Regions from separate parts of the Danio rerio genome. Here region 1 is linked to region 2. A link is a contact called in public Hi-C data. All regions are on one chromosome and are shown on one strand. The core of a region is the stretch at or near the end of the contact, and the rest is flanking DNA. Distances in the headings are between cores, read along the strand shown.

Evidence for each region. A called contact is a pair of places that touch in the nucleus more often than the background predicts.
Region 1: a Hi-C map of an unstated tissue shows a contact between it and region 2, with 3 times the contacts expected there. The contact joins the enhancer-like site here to the promoter of gbx2 in region 2. A contact is called at or near these places in 4 of 18 Hi-C or Micro-C datasets (caudal fin, embryo, hematopoietic stem cells and 1 more) and 2 of 4 datasets of contacts at active chromatin or transcription factors (caudal fin and embryo).

Annotation. Positions count from the first base shown.
Region 1 is chr6:17,217,529-17,220,228 of GRCz12tu, forward strand. agap1 (ArfGAP with GTPase domain, ankyrin repeat and PH domain 1) reads right to left here. Exons shown (of 18, transcript XR_012407728.1): 4 at 1,372-1,457. Among named protein-coding and RNA genes, the nearest start is that of gbx2, 170 kb to the left of the region's middle. Within about 2 kb of position 1,398, at least 14 of the 62 cell types and tissues checked have an H3K27ac peak or open chromatin away from gene starts, as enhancers often do.
Region 2 is chr6:17,047,587-17,050,286 of GRCz12tu, forward strand. It overlaps gbx2 (gastrulation brain homeobox 2), which reads left to right and starts at 1,339. Exons shown (of 2, transcript NM_152964.1): 1 at 1,339-2,261. The coding sequence starts at 1,751.

The DNA of each region.
Region 1 (2,700 bases), core at 148-2,647, 170 kb after region 2:
CCTCCATAAAATGTATAGCAGATGTGACTGTATGGGCTGCTTTTCGCTGTACTTTGTGACATAAAAACGAAAACTGAATGTTGTTCTGTGTCCATGATGGAACTTGCTGGCATTTAAAAGACATGTTCCTCACGTCTCATTTGTGTATAAGATAATATAATAAACAGAGAGATTTACTCTTTGTTATGAAACATATTTTTAAAAATAAGCTTGAAAAGTTGTCGTTAGCAAGGTGGTGCTGACGTCACAGGTGAGCGCCCCGATGCCACTGTCGTCTGTTTATAGCCTAATGTTAGCTTTTCAATTCTTGTATTTGCATTTAAGATCAAAAAGTGTTTAAAGTTGTATTTTCGTGTGAGGATTATCCGGCTGGACAAAACATGTAAGTGTGATGAACAGTGTTTGAACACAGCTTATTATTCGCAATCTTCAAAAAGCCTATGGGAAAATCCTATAGGTATTTTATCGAGGTAACTAGTTTTATGCTAGCAGCCTATTCGCCTACAAGGTGACGTCATAGTTCCTCCACTCTATTGTGGGCATAGTTCAGTAGTGCAATTCTGATTTGGCAGAATGAAAGTGTGCTCACTCAATTGGTTAGTTATAAAGCCCAGGTCAGATCACACGATTTCGGCCTGATTTCTTTGATGTAGGGTGTCATGTGAAGTCGTGAATCACAAATGTATGTCTTGAAACAAGATTCAATCGTTTCTTCTGGTGTAATGTGGCATAGTTGACAACAACTGATACTCATGCCTGCAATGCCTCACAACACCATCGCAGAAAGTCTAGGCTGTTTAATTTTCTGAAGCATAGCGAACTGGTTTTGAAGCACTTCACCTCAGATATTATTCGTTATTATTGTTTACATACAATTGAAGACAGAATCATTAGTCACCTTCAAAAAAGTCACCTTTATCTTGGAAAACCTGAAGGAGCCTAAATTAACAATAAATGTTTGGGTGAACTCTCTTTTGGGAAACCACATTTCCATTTCAGGCAAGCATGCAAATGTGAAGCAACCAATGCTCAAGAAATCTATACAGAAAACTGGAATCCCTATTAAAAAGATGCACTGGAATGATTGTAGCCCTTAAAATGACTGAAACTAGCAGACTGAGACACCATAAAATTCACAGAGCATGAGGAAAAAGGCTACATGACACTTCCTGTTAGCATTTTTAGGAATCATTTGGTCTAAATAAATGGCATCAGCCTTGTGCAAACCCTATTACATCACAGCTCCCTGTAAAACAAATCTAAAATATAGTTTTAAACAAAAAAATGTTCTGGATATGACAAAGCATTATTAATCAGAGCACCATCCTCTAGTGTAATGAAGCCCTATGCATTTTGGGCTGTACTTCCTACCTGAGCCTCCGGAGGTCCCCCTTCATCCCTGATTAGGAGGAGGTAACTTTGTCCGTCCACCACAATCTCCTTTTTAAAACGGCCTCCTGTCCAATAAAAGAGGTCAATTAGTCTGATGTCGAAAGAGTCTGATGATGGAAAACATTCACTGCTATACTACTAAGACATTGATGAATTGATGGACTGTTGATTGACATGAAAATGAAGAAGGGCATATATGTTATCATTTTGTTATTTGCTATAATTTTCTTTTATCAGGACAATTTGTGCTACAAATCAGTGTTCAGAATCATTTAATACAAGTTAAATTAAGTACTCTAACTCTGTTCACTAGTTCAGAATTTATTAAAGGGGTGGTCCACTACGATATCATATTTTAAACTTTAGTTGATGTGTAATGTAGCTGTGTAAATATAAACAACATCTCTCAATGCGCTTAAAAGTTCAATTTAAAAAACGAAGACAATGGCTTTTACAAAGTTAGCTTAGCAAAGAAAAACTAGACTGAAGCAGTTTCAATTTACTAGAACTTCCATGTTAAGCTGCTTTGACACAATCTACATTGTAAAAGTGCTATAGAAATAAAGATAAATTGAAGTGAATAATCCATTGGAAGCTCTGTACGCAGCTTTCAAACATGGTGAAACAAAAGCAAGACAATAGTTTTTATAAACAAGGAACACCATCTTTTTTGGTTGTTTTGTTTTTTTAAGGTCTTTCCGATGTCAAAAATGCTTGTACAAAACATACTGTTTCGGTAGCCATTATTTTGAGAAGTAAATCGCTTGTTTGGCCTTCTTGCAGACATCACATGCGTCATTAAAATAAATATGAGTGATGAGATGTCGAGATAAACGTGTCTCTTGTCCTTGACACCACAGATTTAAAAGCCAAAATCACAACTAAACAGTGATTAACGCAACAGACAAACAAAAATGTTTTAAAGCAACATAATATGAGCGTTTGCAGTTGTGGCATTTAGACTTTGAAATTAACTTTATGTTGTTGTACAGTATTTAAATGACCTTATGATCATGTAAAATATGACATGTCAAGTTTAGTTTTTGCTGTCTTGTGTATATTTGTGACTAATAATCTAAAGTATTTCCATACACTGCAAAAATATCTGTTAATAAACAGTTCCCTATATTTTGTGATGTTTCCCCCATTTATTTAAGGTTGTGAATTGCATTATAAGACCTTGATCTCTGCTCTGTCGACTTATGATGTTGACAATTCAACTTTACAGTTTAACAAAGTGACGTTTATTGATATTTTAGTAGTTTGAAATGATAATTTAGACCCTTTCTCTCACAACCTGATGCGGAG
Region 2 (2,700 bases), core at 89-2,588:
AACATTGATGATTTCATTATGATGTCTATGAATTTTACCTTTACTGATACATGATTGCATGTATGAATTGCACAGAGCACTGTGTGAATGAAGGCTCTTGACTGCTGATTCACAGGTATCTGAGGTGTCTGAAATGACATATGTGATGACTGACTGCTATAAAGGGCCGTGACTCATGTCATTATGAACAGCCTGTTATAGTGTCATCTGTGAGTTCTCAGTTACAGATTCAGTTAAACGTAGAAACCATATTTGCAATGCAAAAAGAGACATTTTCTGTGAGATTTATACCTCATCTTAATAAATTTACTGACTAGATAGTGAATTAAAATAATATTAAAACAAATACCAGTTTACAGTTGCAAGCAGTAAAAGGCATTTGTTTGTGTACAGTTAAATGACTGCACTGTAAAAAAATACTTTTGTGACAACATTTGTTTTAGTTAATTGTAATGTATGAAAATTAAGTTGGCACATGATTAACTTAGTTTAATAAGTTTCGCAAGCTGTTTTAAGTCAGTTCAATTTAATGTAAGTTGAAATGACTCATGGGGTTAATTTGATTCAACTTAAAAGTTTAAGGCAATCAGTATTTTTACAGTGTGGAAGTGGATGACAGCAGAAGTCTTACATTTAGAAGTTACAAATTGTCTTTCTATTAAGGTGGATTTTGAGTTCAGTAAAAATATCCCAGTCACACTTTAATTTAAGGTGTAAATCTTGCTATTAGCAAACCACGTTTAGCTCAACTATTAGTTTTCTGCTTATTAAAATAGTTATTAAGGTAGTAGTTGGGTTTATGTATTGAACAGGATTAGGGTTGTAGAATAGTATTATTCATTATAAATACTAATAAACATCTTAATAATAAGCAGATAATATGGCAGTGGTTAATAGAACTCAGTTAAAGTGTTATCAAAATTCTAAAGTAGGAATTTTAGATTTGCTTTTTTTTTTTTTTTGCTTTGTAATTTTTAAAAGATATTTACAAAATGACATGTTAGAGTATGCAAACACTCTGACCATACTGTACGTATGGTTTACATTATACAGATTGCATTAACACAACCATAATCCATCGCAGAGCCGAAAAATACGCATCAGATCACGTCTCACATGATTCTTGTTTTGACTGTTTGGGAATGTGAGACTGTGTTAGTGACGTTCTAATTTAAGAGACAGCAGCAGCGCTCGAGGCTCCGGCGCGTCAGGACAGCTTCACGTAACCGGAGGAGAGCAGACCAATAGCAGGCGCGGAGGCGCGGTGGGCGCGGCCAGAGCTCATGGTGGAGACGCTTAAACCGAAGGAGCGTAATTCAAACTCACACTTCAGTTGATGATCACAGCTGATGCTGCGAGGAGCAATTTATTGTGACTTCCATCAGGTCGAAATGAAACGCGGCCAAGCAGAAGGGACAAGGACGCTGAAATAACTCAAGGGAGGACGATAAAGCTCATGTGAGATGCTCGACCTTTTTCTCGCCCAGACTTTTCTCAGCCAGGGAGTTGTCTGTGTTTCAATGCACTTGTCTCGCTCTGTTCTTACGGCGAACTGGCTCTGAATCGAGGAAGAAGAAACAGATGCAACGGTTTTATGAACCGCACACACAGAATCGTTCAGAGGATTACCAAAAGCTCAGAGAGTGTCAGTGTATGACGCTGTCCAGCAGTGAGATTCCAATCTGAGAAGCGCAGTGGAGAAAGCTTCTCCCAGACTTCAGGACTTCAGAAATTGTCCACATTAGATCATATGAGTGCAGCTTTCAGCACACCGTTCATGATGATGCAGCGTCCGGTGGGAAGCACCACTGCATTCAGCATTGACTCGCTCATCGGCGGTCCGCCGCAGCCCAGTCCGGGACATTTCGTGTACACAGGTTATCCCATGTTCATGCCATACCGGTCAGTGGTGCTTCCTCCGCCGCCTCCTCCACCCCCTCCAACACTCCCCCAAAGCGCTCTCCCTACGACCCATCCGCACCACCCGATCCCGGGCTTACCCAGCAGCTTCTGCTCCAGCCTGGCGCAGGGCATGGCACTCACATCCACGCTAATGGCCACGTTACCCGGCGGCTTCTCCTCCTCGCCGTCCCAACAGCACCAAGACGCGGCGAGGAAGCTCGGCTCTCAGTCTATTCACGCCATGTTCGACAAATCTCAGGATATTCGTTTGGATGGAGAGGATGGGAAAACGTTTGCGACGAAAGATTCGACGAGCATTCCGTCCTTCCACGATTCGCAGTCCGTACACACCTCTACAGGTGAGACTAAACTCTGCACGCAATTGTTTTCACAGTGAATACTTTTATATTAAACTAACATAGACAACGGATTTTAAAAGTCTTTATAAATGAAATTTGTATGTTTAAAAACGCCATAAGTGAAACTGGCAGGTTACTGATTTATGCGTTCTCCAATTAAAAATAAAATGTTTTTAAAAGCTAATCTTAAAATAATTTAAATTATTTATTATTCAATATTCGTAACGTCTCGTGTTTGAAATAAATGGTTGGCTACTCTTAAACCGCTTTCTGTAAGCTAGAATACATTTTCCAACTTAAAAAATAATTTAGTTGCACCGAGGAGGGTCAAAAATGTAGGACAGAAATAATTATACAAATCCGTACAATAAGGAATTCAGTGTCAAACACGTAAATTAAAAGCCCCTATGAAGATTTTGAGGGAATAGTGCCTGAGGCC